Linked DNA regions of Mus musculus: all the other regions are linked to region 3. The links are chromatin contacts, called in public ChIA-PET and promoter capture Hi-C maps. All regions are on one chromosome and are shown on one strand. Each heading gives the region's core, a stretch centred on a gene start, on an enhancer-like site or on the middle of the called end of the contact. The rest is flanking DNA. Distances are from core to core; before and after follow the strand shown.

Evidence for each region. Promoter capture Hi-C pulls out the DNA fragments that hold promoters and counts their contacts. ChIA-PET counts read pairs in DNA pulled down with a chosen protein or histone mark.
Region 1: a contact with region 3 is called in a promoter capture Hi-C map of liver, with 2.1 times the contacts expected there. The contact joins the promoter of Hebp1 here to the promoter of Borcs5 in region 3. A contact is called at or near these places in 3 of 39 promoter capture datasets (fetal liver, liver and pre-B cells) and 1 of 115 datasets of contacts at active chromatin or transcription factors (trophoblast stem cells).
Region 2: a contact with region 3 is called in an RNA polymerase II ChIA-PET map of memory CD8 T cells, with 5 read pairs. The contact joins the enhancer-like site here to the promoter of Borcs5 in region 3. A contact is called at or near these places in 5 of 39 promoter capture datasets (hematopoietic stem and progenitor cells, hippocampal neurons, liver and 2 more) and 4 of 115 datasets of contacts at active chromatin or transcription factors (craniofacial prominence, memory CD8 T cells, microglia and 1 more).

The regions. Positions count from the first base shown.
Region 1 is chr6:135,165,520-135,169,874 of GRCm38.p6, reverse strand. Hebp1 (heme binding protein 1) reads left to right here and starts at 1,660. Exons shown (of 4, transcript NM_013546.3): 1 at 1,660-1,855. The coding sequence starts at 1,778. RefSeq lists an enhancer at 3,947-4,220.
Region 2 is chr6:134,065,687-134,070,351 of GRCm38.p6, reverse strand. The region is part of intron 1 of Etv6 (ets variant 6); the gene reads right to left. Among named protein-coding and RNA genes, the nearest start is that of Etv6, 32 kb to the right of the region's middle. Within about 2 kb of position 3,206, at least 37 of the 459 cell types and tissues checked have an H3K27ac peak or open chromatin away from gene starts, as enhancers often do. A contact at or near this core is called in memory CD8 T cells and microglia, where this site is marked.
Region 3 is chr6:134,639,438-134,643,868 of GRCm38.p6, reverse strand. It overlaps Borcs5 (BLOC-1 related complex subunit 5), which reads right to left and starts at 2,929. Exons shown (of 4, transcript NM_026371.3): 1 at 2,612-2,929. The coding sequence starts at 2,669.

The DNA of each region.
Region 1 (4,355 bases), core at 411-2,910, 530 kb before region 3:
CAGGGGGTTATAAACCACGAGCTTTCAGTGGTTTGAAAAACCTGTTTATTTTGATTCAGACTTCCTCTTTTTCTCCCTCTGCTTTTGTCACTATATTGGTACTATAACAATAACAATTTATTATTAATTATATGTAACATATAATATGTACAATATTGTGTAAAATATTAATATATAATATATAAAATTTTATGTTAATAATAATATGTTGTTATGATCAAAAGCAACTCTGAGAGGAAAAGGTTTATTGTTTTCTTACAATGCTCCACACTTGGACACAATGGACACACAGTCACATTCCATCACTTAAGGCAGGGACCCAGAGGTGGGAACTGAAGCAGACCCCGTGGGGAAGTCCTGTTTAGTGGCTTGCTCCTTAGGTCTTCTTGCTCAACCTACTTTCTTAACAACTCAGAACTGCCTGCCATGGGGCAATACCATACACAGTTGAATGGAACCTCCCATCTCAGTCATTAATCAAGAAATTGCCCCCGCAGACTGGCTAACAGGTGATCTGATGCAGACAAGCTCTCGATGGAGGTTCCTCTTCTCAAATAACACTTGTTTGTGTCAAGTTGACCAGGACAGATAGCATATAAAGCAATGGGCTTCACTATGACAGTTTATGTATATATCATTTGCATATCATTTGCATATGCATTTTGCTCCTATTCAGTATCTTCACACCATTCCCTCAACCTCCCCACCCCCGTAAGATGGGTACATGTACAACTGTGATACTAGGACTGTGTGATGTGTGTAGATTTAGTATCTAGTACCCTAATAATATCTGTGATACTATTATGTGGTGTGTGTATATTAATGATCCTAGAGTGTACTAGAGTACAGGTAATATTTACAAAGTACTTGGCAAGAAACAAACACTCAAATAAAATAAATCCTGACAAAATCGGTTAGGTTATAAGGGGACTGAACGAGCTGTTGTTTGGGCAAGTAGTGTGAAACTTGTGATTAATACACTGTTGGGACTGGAGGGATGGCTCAGCTCTTAAAGACGCACACTGCCTTCAGAGAGGATCTCAGTTCTGTTCCTAGCACCCACCTTTGGGACCTCCTGTGATACTAGCTCCCAGGGGAATACAACGCACCAGTGTGCGCGCACACACCTTAAAGTAAAACCATTTTTAAATGCACTGTAGAGCTTGTTATGGTGACGCACTCCCATAATCCTCAGCTCGGAGGAAGCTGAGACAGGAAGACAGCAGAGTTCCCAGCCACCCTGTTTACAATAGTGAGTTCTGGGCCAGCCTGGACACTGAGACCCTGCCCAACAAACTAAAAAGACAAAGTTAAAAAAGAAAACAGTAAGAAAAAGGTTAAGAGTGGCTTTTCCATCCCCTTAGAAGATGAAGCCAGGAGTGACAGTGATCACTTGCAAGCCCAGTGCTCCAGAAGCTGAAGCGGAGGGATCCTCAGGCCAGCGTAGGCTGCATAGCAGGACCCTGTCACAAAAGAACGAACACGGTTTGTTTTTAATCATCTGTGAGATGCAGTGAGGTAGGAAGAGGGTGACTAAGGAAAGTATACACAAAGTGGGGTGCTACAGGCTTGAACCAGCTCCGCACCCAGGAGACTGGGCTCACGTGGGTGGAGTTTGGGGGACGCTGCCCAGGCCACGCCCGGTGTCGCCCAGTGGGCGGAGACCGCCGCAGCCCCGCCCCAATCGCCTGTCTACTCACGCGCTTACTGCCCCTCGCCCTGTGGACCTTACTGCCAGTGAGTGTACGCTCGATCGGCCAGACCCCACGGCGTCACCATGTTGGGCATGATCAGGAACTCACTGTTCGGGAGCGTGGAAACGTGGCCTTGGCAGGTTCTAAGCACCGGGGGCAAGGTAGGCCGGCAGGGTGTAGAGGACCTGAAGGAGGACTCTGCGCGGCCGTCCCCACCCTGGCCGGGGCTGAAACTGGTGCCGCGGGGCCATGGGTGGGACTGTGACCGAAGCTGCATTCCGGCTGGGGCCGCCCTGTACTGCCCGGCGCTTGCTCTGGGAAGGAGGGGAAAGAGCAGTCTGGCTCAGCCAGACCACTGACGCGGAAAAGGATCCATCTTGGCGAGTGGGACACTGCCTGTTGCGTGCATCTGTCCATTTAAGCATTCCAAACCGTCTGAACTCCCCCCCCCCCTCTTAGGGCAGAGACCCACTCTGTCCCAGGCTACCCTGACACTGGCTGTGTAACCTAGATTAGCCTCGAATTCTGTCGCAATATTCCTCCCACTTCAGCCTTCCCAGAGTTGGGACTACAGGCATGACCCACTACGCCTGGCTACATTCTGAACAATTTTGTGAGAGACACATGGTTGCAGCAGGCATATCTGCTAGGGAGCCATAAGGGGCCCTTCAACCTGTGGGCTGCTAAGCTCCGCTTGTGTGGGAGTTCCCAGGCAAGTGCCTGTGCAAAGGCTCAGAGCTGCACGGTTGCAACTGCTAGTGCTGGATGCATGGAGTGAGCGAGGAGACTTAATCACCTTGGTCTACCAAATTTGCATCGGCACCAGAGGGGCATCAGGACACCCGGTCAGCTTTCATGAAAGTTAGGAGTTTGGGTACTCGGGTATAATCTTGAAGGCATGTATTTGATTATTGGTTGGTTAATATTGGGAATTAAACCTAGAGCCTTGTGCAAACCAAGCCGAGTATTTTGCAACTCATCTGCTCCCTCAGCCTGACATATATTTTATCTCAGGACACTCTCTTATTATAATGATTCTGGATAAAAGGCCCGTGTTACCTGGGGGCCAAGGTCTGGAACCTACTACACTGAACCTCACACAAAGCCCACAACTCAACTTTAGTCTAGACTCAGCCCTCCAGAGTTCTGTCAAGCCATCCTTCCCCCTCTCAGGGGCTCCTCAGTTGTGTGTAGAACAAGCAATTGAAGCCCTGATCACGCAGGGACACGAACGAGTTCAAAGACAGATAATGAAAAGGAGTGAAATGGGCTGGTTAGATTATACAGCCTGGTGGCAACTGAAGCGTGCTGAAAGTTGAACTTCCCCAGGACTAGTGTTGCCAAATCTTTAAGGAACTCCAGATACCCAAGTTCTCTGTAAGAAATCCCCCAATTAAAGAGTAATTAACAAATAACACTTTTTGTGCAGGCCGTGTAGCTGGAAAATGAGGATTAAGGGTGGACAAAACCAAACTAGATACAGTGGTTCATGTCTGCCATCCCAGAACTCAAGAGGCAGAGGCAGGAGGATTGCCACAAGTTTGAGGCCAGAGTGGGCTCTGTGTGAGTTCCAAGCTGGAGCTCTATAGCAGCAGAGTAGGTGAGTCTATGTCACAGTTCTGCCTTTGTGAAGCTTAGGCTCCTATAGCCAATGAGCAAATAAGAAATACACACTGTGGGGCCAGGGAAACGGCTCAGCGGCTAAGAGTGTGCACTGCTCTTGTAGGGGACGTGAGTTCAAGTCCCAGCCTCCACATCAGGCAGCTCACACCAAAGTGTGAGTTGCCTGCTGAAAGACTTATAGTGTAGTTAGTAGTTACCTCACTAAGTGTTTATTAAACCAGGCATGGCTGCAATCCCAGCACTCAGAAGTGGAGGCAGGAGGGTTGTAAGTAAGTTATTTAACATCTCAGCTACCCTAGCCCCCAGGTTCTTCAACCGTAAAGGGGAAAGAACACTCCCTCTGACAAGCTATTAAATATTCAAAGATAAGTGTAAGCTTTGTTTTTTTACATAGACTTGGGTGGGCTGTTGCAATTCTAAGGAGAATCTCTCTCTCTCTCTCTCTCTCTCTCTCTCTCTCTCTCTCTCTCTCTCTCTCTCTCTCTCTCTCTCTCTCTCTCTCATAATTATCTGCTTTATCCTACAAAGAGTCTAGGTCAGATTCTGCCATCTATACCCCTGGCAGGTAGAAGGCACACTTCAGGGGCCCCATGCCAGACAGGCTTCACAATATCCATGTGTTCAAGACTGATTCCAGTCCAACCTTATCAGGCTCTTCATTGCTCAGGGAGGGAGGGATGGGGAGCCCTCTGTGCTTAGTTGGGTGGGTCTTGAGAATGCTTGGGACAGGGCTGATAGGAATGACTGATGTCATTCGGCCCAACCTATGCAAATATGTCCAGACCAACAGCCTGGGTTTGAGTCCTGGCCCCACCATCTGCCCACTGTGACCTGGACGTGGTACCTAACCTCTTACTCCCCAATAGCTCTAAAGATGAAGGCTGAGGCACTAACACCGTGGGCTTGTTGGAGGCAGCGATGGATGACTGAATTCACGTTAAGTGTTTCAAGGAACAGCAATGCATAGAAAGTCCTCTTAACAGTTGCTTCTTATCAGAAAACAGCCTTCTAAACATCATCATATGGACTACAAGTAGC
Region 2 (4,665 bases), core at 1,957-4,456, 570 kb after region 3:
CCTAAGAGACTGTTTCTAGCTAGGAAGTTTTAGGACACCATGAAGTTATGTTATGAGACAGAATCTTACGAGAGAAAAGGTGACATAAGAGGAGAAATAACAACTCGTTAGGGAATTTTTCTCGGGGCAATCTGTTTCTGAGTTTACTGTTTCTGAGTTTATAGTCTAGTGACATTTCCAGGAAAACAAACTCTAAATTCAGACCCACAGTCTGCTCTAAGTTTCCTGAGACGCAAGGGAACAGAAAGTAAAGCCACACTTAACAAGAAGTCCTGAGACAGGCACGCTCCCTTCCTCTCTCCAGTCATGGACCACAAACTGATGAGAAAGTCGTGTGAGCTAGTGGAATAGACATCGGAGCCTAAAACTGTCACAGTCTGGGGTCACAAAACAAAACAAAAACCTAGGTAAATTCAGTTAGTATATAATGAGTTTACACTTTCTCTCTTAGTTGAATTATACTTTAAAAGAAAACAATTAGCTGACACAATGAATGTAAACAAAAAATATGCACCAAAAATTTGCTCATTGGCCAGCGATCTGTTGCCCATGGATAGAATGGAGCTCCATCCATGATCAGAAGCTTCCAGTCCTATCTCCTGCTTTCCTGAGCATCCCACAGGTCACTGGATACCTAACAAAAATAGACAAACAAACAAAACCAAGAACCACAGAAGAAACGGCATGACATTTTAGTAAGTATAAATAGCTAACTTAAACTTTGTCTATATTTGCCAAAAAGCTAGGAAAGACAAATTGTTCAGATAATGGAGAACAAAGAAAGCAGGACGATGGGGGCTGGAGAGACGACTCAAATGGTTAAGAGCACTGACTGCTTTTTTCGAGAGGTCCCGAGTTCAATTCCCAGCAAACACGTGGTGGCTCACAACCATCTGCAATGAGATCTGATGCCCCCTTCTGGTGTGTCTGAAGATAGATACATTGTACTCACATATATAAAATAAATAAATGTAGGACTGTGTATACCACTCAATATACAAATTAAACAAAAACTACCCTAAAAAGCAAATGCACCCAGTGAGCTAGAGGGTGTTCCAGCTGCTAAGGAGGTCAGGTGGCGACAAATGGCCATCATCAACACCTATGTACATGGTAGGGACATCAGCCTTATCTTTAATAGGAAGAAAATTCATTTCCATGGGATGCAGGAAAGTATCTCCCAAAAGGCTCTCTTTGCCAATGCTACCAGGAAGCTCTGACCAGTCTACAGTGGCTTTAAAGTACCCCAATTTCCCATATATCTATCTCAGGATCCAAAAGTAACCTGTGCTGTTCTTTGCCTTGTGTTTCTGAAGTGCTGAGAATCGAACCCAGAGCCCCAAGAATTCTTGCAAGTGCTATCAAGCTCAGCTATATCCCCAGCTCTCAAAGACTTTAAAGAACATTACATAAGGAGGAGAGCAAACAAAGACTGCAGGGTGGAGGAGAAAGAGTGAAACCCTTAAAGGAGCCTTCTCTGTGGCCATTCCCTGCCATGAGCAGGAACTGACTGCTATAGGTGTGAGAGTATAGATGTGGGCAGAGTACAGGAGGAGGAGGCCATCAAGGAACGCCACTGCGATATGCTCTAATTAGGTTCTAAGCAGATCTCTCTGCTGCAGGAAGGTGAGACAGGGATAGGCAATCATTTTAACAAGCTGTGGGTTCTTCCCCTTAAACAAGTCCTCAATGGAGGAAGTTAATCACTGGCTGCAAGAAATCAATCCGGAGTACTTCCTGCCCTGACTGAACATGTAATATGGACCCTGGAAGATGATGTCAGGAGCTGCACATAGGGAGGGAAAGGTTCTTAGCCAAAAAAATCAAGCAAGCAAGCAAAATTCCTGTACTACCAGAAGCAGCTTAGAAAGGGTGCAGCGGCTGGGCAGTGGTGGCGCACATCTTTAATCTCCCTTTAATTGGGAGGGGAGGCAGAGGCAGGCGGATTTCTGAGTCCGAGGCCAGCCTGGTCTACAGAGTGAGTTCCAGGACAGCCAGTGCTACACAGAGAAACAAACAAACAAACAAACAAACAAAAGACAGAAAGAAAGGGTGTAGGGGAATGGGGGAAATACAGAGGACAAAATGTTAGGTGTGGTAGTTTATGATTATAATCCCAGACTTTTGGGTAAGGCTGAGGCAAATGGACTCTTATGAAATGGAGGCTAGTCTGGGTTACAGAAATGAGCTGAAGATGCAGCTAATTCAGAGTGCTTGCCTAGAATTCACAATGCCCTGATTTGAGCCATAATACTACATAAACTAGCCGTGCAGGTAAACACCTCTAATTCCAGCACTCAGGCAGTAGTGGTAAGAGATTCGGAAGGTCAGCGTCATCCTCAGCTACACTCAAGGCCAGCCTGGGCTACATGAGACCCCCCTCTCAGAGGGAAACATAAACAAAAACACAATAGTGGTAAATTATATGTTACATTGGCTTTTAGTTTATTGTTCCTAAGTTTGAATTAAGTTGATGGGCTGCCTCTTAAAGTATAAGTTCTTTATTTCTACAAGAACCAGAGCGCCGCAGGGTATTCTGAGTCATAACTGACATGACCTGGATGTTCCTTTGAAGGAAGGTATGAAAGATTAAAACTTCACCCACATCCTTTCAGAGGTCAAAATGCCCTTACAGCCAGAGAACTGGGAGGCTCATCTCTCAACTTTACAAATAAAGTCTAAGACACCGGGAAATGGCTTAACCAAGGGCACAGCGAGGCTCGACTCCCAGCCAGGCTAATAGCATTGCACGAATGTCAAAGAACATGCGGAAGAGTACCACCGTGAGGAGGTGTGTGCTGACATTCATGTCAGAATGATAGAGGCCAGCAGGACTGTGAGCTGCTCGTTGGAGCCTTAGTTTGCTTCCTACTGCTGTGATAAAACATTGACCAACTTGAAGACAAGGGGTTTATCTGGTTTGCAGGTTACAATCAGTCACTTAGGCACATCATTCAGAGACACCAAGGCAGGAACTCGAAACAGAACTTGGCTCAAGTGGGCAAGAATCTGGAGCAGAAACTAAACAAAGGCCATGGAGAAGGACTGCTTCAACACCCCAGGACCATGTGTCTAGCCATGGTACCACTCCCAGGATGCTAGGTTCTTCTACATCAATCAGGGAAATGCCCCACAGGCCTGCCTAGAGGACAATCTAATGAGAACACTTTCTTAATTGAGGTTCTCTCTTGTGAAATGACACTGGCTTGTGTCAAGCTGACAAAAAACAAAACAACAAAAAAAACGCCCAATACCACAAGCAAGTCTGCACCTAAGAGCTGCCTTGTCACTCTCGCTCTGATAGGCGGCCTGTGAAAGACACAAAGCATCAGATCTCACATACTCTTTATAAATGTGCCATTTCCCTACGGGAAGAGAAAGGAGAGTGACAAGAATGGTCAGGTCCCACAGTGGCCCCATTTTTAAAAGCACCTATTTATAGACATGAGAAGCATTAAAGCCATTTAACATGCTATGTGTGAACTTGGTAGCAAGTCTGTCCGAAAGAGGAGTGAGTGTCTCCTGGTGTAGGGGACCTACGTAGAAAAAGAGTCTGTGGGAAGAAGTCAGTCATGTCCTTTATTCAACCCTTCACTCATTCATAAAGTACTCTAACTTACACAAACAAGAAGCCTACACACAACGATCTACCCTTTATTTCAAGAGAGTCGAAGACCTGGGTAAGGAAAAACTGATGATCAAGTTAGATCTTTCCTTCCTACACATTCTGATTGTTTTAAAGTTCTTACTCCTGTGTGTGTGTGCACGTGCACATGTGCGTATACACATACACACCCCACACACACACACACACACACACACACACACACACTCATCCACTCACAGAAGGCCAGAACATTACTTTCCATTCAGGTGTCATTAATACCTGTGTTAATTCTGCATATACTCTTTCCTGGATCACGAGGTTCCTATTATCTCAGCATTCTTCTCTGAGGCTATTTCCTGGTAATCTCAGCCATCTGAAGCTGTGGACTCAGGGGTGAGGCCCTTCCTCGTGAGGACAGCATGAACCAGTCCCTCGAGGCTGGGGAAACACAAAGCAGAAAAAGGAAGGAAGAATCCGTGAGTTCTGGCCTTTGCCCTCCTACTCCACAGTGTGAGTCGGGATGGATAGCTCCTCTCATCTGCTAGTCCCCAGCAACCTGAGGAACCAGGCCTTCAGACTGTGACTTAACTGTGACAACTGGCTTTCCTGGGGCGCCTGCCTGAGGACAGCAGAAGATCACAGGACACACCCCCTCATCCTCCACTGTCATGTGAGCTAATGCATCTTAATTAATTAATTGATACATGAATGAATACATGCATAAAATTTACTGGCTCTCTTTCTCTAGAGAACCCCAATACAACGATGCATATCATTCTCTTTAAATGAATGAGATAAAATCAGAACAGAAAAAGAAATCCTAAGATAATCAGAAACTATTCTCTCTACAAGGGGACAGAAAGCCAGGAGGAAGAAGGTACCGCCGTGTGAACTGTAGAAAACAGGCGTAAAACAACTCCTGTGAGCTTTGGTCACCGATGAAACCATGCCCTGACCGTTCTGAGCTCCAGATTAAACGCATGTACATCTTCCCTGCCCTCAATAGATTTTATTACCTGGGGCAGTAGATCAGTAGCCATGACCAAAAGTCATCACAC
Region 3 (4,431 bases), core at 1,680-4,179:
AAATGCTGGTGCAGTAGCACACGCCTTTAATCTCAGCACTCCTGAGGCAGAGGCAGGCAGATCTCTGTGCGTTCAAGGCCAGTCTGGTCTACAGAGTGAATTCCTGAGCAGCCAGAGCTGCATAGTGAGGGGGAAAAACACCAATAAATAAAACTATGCAAACAAAAGACTATGTGGGGGGGTGTAACTCAGCTAGACATAAACTGGACATGGTAGCCCACATCTATAGGAGGTACATACAGGTAAATCCAAACTTCAATAACAGGGGTTGGAGATACGGTTCACCAGCAACCAGAGCACTGGCTGCTCTTCCAGAAGACCTAGTTCAATTCCTAGCAGCCACATGTTGGTTCAAAACCATTGGTAACTCCAGTTCTAGTCTATCCAGTGCCCTCTTCTGGCCTTCGCAAACACTACATATATGTGGTGCAAAGCCATGATGCGGAGACAAAACACCTAGACATATAATAATAACTTTTTGTTAAAAAAAAAATTGAACGACCGTCTTGGGAGTATAGATCTATCTAGACTACATAAAGCATTGTCTGAAAGGAAGAAAAAATAGTTTTACATAACCAAATGCAGTGATTTTTCTAGTGGGGGCTGGCACAGAAAGATTATGGGGAACTTCTAACTTGTTTTTCCCTCCTTGTGGTACTGAAGATTGTACCTCTCACATACCAGGCAAGTGTCCTACCACTGAGCTATAGAGCCCTAGCCCAAAACATCTATTTTTCTCTTTTCATATATAGAATGCAAAACCCTCAAACATAACAGAAACATATAAGATGTATGAATGTCTTTCATAATCACACATTTTATCACTCAACATGCAAATCATAAGTAGGTATTTTTTTTAAAGTCTCCTTTTTAATTGTTCTGATCTGTATGTAGTTTACAGATTTGCCTAAGGTAAAACAGATTTAGGAAAGGCACTGAGGGTCTCTTGGTACAAAAGTTCTTCATAGTGTCACAGAATGCAAAGGTGCCTCTCTAGCCTATCAGAGCCAGCCAGGTGTGGAGAAAAGAGCCAAAATCTCTGGTTCCAATCCCAACTTATAAGTCTATACCTAAGGCTTCAGGGAGCTTGGTGCAGCATTTGTGCACGGAGGACAGAAACCATCAATAGGAACCATTCAGAAAATGGGAGCATTGCTTCCGGGGCATGTCAATGTAAACCTACAAGGAGTCTCTAGAACAAGATATCCTCTTACCCAAATAATTTCCTGGCTGGAACAAGAATGAATCCCTAAGCTGTCTTATTCTTGAAAGTTCTGGTAAACAGTAAACACACTCAGGCCCATCCGTCTGTCCTGAGGATAAATACCACAGAACTACTCCATCTTCCAGGAGCGAGCTTCTCCTGGTGCCTCACCGTGCTGGGGTGGGAGTGGGGGACAGATGACAACAACGATGGACCTCTGCCGCTTTTATTGCTTTTTCAGGAAAAGTTTATCTTGGCTTTGTCATTTATCTGACACTTTACAAAAGCAGTACCAGTCTTTTCTGCAACAAATTACACGATTCCTCCAGACTCAAAGGAAAAGGGACTTCAAAGCAGTTAGGCATTATTTATGCATAAAATTGGTAAAGATGTGGGCAAAAATGGGTATACTATAAACATTATCCTGGCACGGGATGTGTACGTTCTATCAGAAATGAGCCTATGCTCATTTCTATGGTTCCCGGATGAGCAACTGTCTGATAGGATGCTACACTACTTCCCCTAAAGTGTGCTTCTGGCCTGATACAGAAAAAAAAAAAGTATGAGATGAGCCATTTTTGCGGGTTTCTTAAAAACAGACGTGATACTCTAGGCCTTCCAAGGAATGAAAACATAACAAAGCTAGTAGCTGCAAGCCCCTGACTGCAGGTCTTGAAGGAACGCCCTTCAGCATGAATCATCTGTTAGCTTCCACATTTCTAAGTTGCAAAGATTACCAAGTAGAGAGCCACTCTGAGACTCTTTGGCTATGAGAGAGTTTAACTAATTAGGCTTGTAACCCTTGAGCCTATCGAGGGCCCTCTCAGAGGTTACCTAAGTAACAACAAAAGGACCAAATGGTTTTCAATTGCCAGCTGTTTTATTGAGCACTTACTACAGGTACAGGACAAAACCCTTCCAAATCCTACCCCAAATGCTAAGAGACGTCTAAAAAATGTGAACAGAAGATACACGAGAGACTGCCTGCCACCTGGCCAACTTATTTTTAAAATTATTAAAACAAAACAAAACAAAAAACCGATACCTGAGTGGCCAGAGAGCGGTGCCTGGAAATATTTGCACCCAAACACTGAGAGTGACCGCCCAGTGCTCACAGGACCCTTCTGAAAAGGTTCCTCGACACCCCGATTTTCAGAAAACCTGATCTTGGAGGACTCGGGTATGATCGATCCAGTGTGACCCAAGTCTCCACGTCAGTGTGGAGTCCAGGAACCGAACACTAAGTAGGTCGTCTTTTAGAAATTAGAGTGAAGCCGGGCAAGCCGGTTTAGGGGACTAGGACTGGGGCGGGAGGCCACGCTTTTTTTGTGTTAGGGAACACAGAGGGCCTGCACCGGGGCGGTCGGCTTCGCCAGCAACACCGGTGCGGGGAGGTGAGGCACCGACCTGAGGCGTTCAGATCGCCGGGGCGGCTCTCGGCCTCCGCGCTCTGCTCGCTGCCCATGGCCCCTGCAGCGGAGGGACACCGGGGCAGAGGCTAGGGAGAGCGGGGAGACCCCGCTGGGCCACAGACACTTGGAGAGGCGCCGCTGGAAAGCACGCCGCTCGCGTTGACAGGAGGCTCGGGACGCCGGCAGGGCTGCAGCCGCGACCGGCGGGCGGCGCTGCTGTCATTCACTGGCTCGGTGGCTTCAGCTCGCTCCTTCCGGGACGCCGATTGGCCGGGCCGGCAATGCGCGGCCTTCAGTTCCGGGTTTGGAGGTCCCGCCTCCAAACCCGAGGGGTGGGGCGGGGCAAGAGACGCGCGCTGGAGGCTGGGGCGGCGCTGCCTTAAAGGGCTAGGCTTCCCCAAGGCCAAAGATGTCCAAAAGATAAAGCCTTTTCCTACCCCCGAAGACACATTAATTACCTTTGAGCAACACATATTAAGAACCATAATGCTGGGGCTGGAGAGATGGCTCAACGGTTAAGAGCACTGACTGCTCTTCCGAAAGTCCTGAGTTCAATTCCCAGCGACCAAATGGTGGCTCACAACCATCTGTAATGGGATCTGATGCCCTCTTCTGGTGCGTTTGAAGACAGCTGTAGTGTACTCATATACATAAAAATCAATTAATAAATAAATCTTTTTAAAAAAAAAAAAAAAGAACTGTAATGCTGGTTATCTTCAAACGACTTTACAGAATGGTCTGGGTTTTTGTTTTTGAGATAGAAGTTCACTCTGTATGACCCTGGTGACCTCGAATTCTCGATCCTGGCTCAATCAACAGAAGTGCTGGGTTACAGGGTAAACCACCACCATGTCAGGCAAAAATCGGTATTTTTACACCTATTTTACCAATGAGGAAGAAAGGTAGTCTGTAGCCCTCAAATTTCAATTCACACTAGTACAGAAGCAGAGTTCTTTTCTAAACTTTGAAAGCAGGGAGTTTTGTAGTAGGAGGCCATACAGGAAATGCCAAGACTGTGTGTGTGTGTGTTTTAAGGAGTTAGAAATAAGTAAGAAATTGTTAGAATATGCTGTTTTATTGACAGATCACTATGGAACTACCAGAAGCCAGGAAGATAAACAGCTAATACAAAAAAAGGAAACTGCTTATCTGAGCCAATCTCATATAGATGGGTAGTAACCCAATGCCTTATAGGGATTCTCTCATCTGTTTCAAGATATTACAAGCAGCTTGGCTTTATGATGTATGCCTGTGTTGCTAAAATTCCTTCCTTGGGGGAGATATAAATACATCTATACCCTTCTACAGTCTCAACTACCACCGAAGTTCAATCCCTTTAAAATATCTAATATCTTGAAATTCAAAGTCTTTTTACAATTCAGTCTCCTATCTGTGGGCTCCACTAAAATACTTTCATACTTCAAGAGGGAAAAATACCAGGGCATAGTCACAATCAAAAGCAAAATCAAACTCTGACTATCCAATGTCTGGGATCCACTCTCGATGCTCTGGGCTCCTCCAAGGGCTTGTGTTACTTCTCCAGCTCAGCCCTTTGTAGCACCCACCTTGTTTTCTAGGCTCCAGATGCCTGTACACCAGTGTTGCTGTTCTCAGTGGTACTGGCATCTCCAAAACACTGCTGTTTTCTGCTACAACTGGACTGCACTTTCACTCTCATAGGCTCTTTTCATGGTGCTAAGCTTCAACTTCTCTGCATGACCCCTTTAGTCCTGGGCCTTCAACTGCCACTGTGGCTGCACCTTCACCAGTGACCTCTCCTGGCCTCTCACAGAGCCAAGCATCAGCTGCTACCCC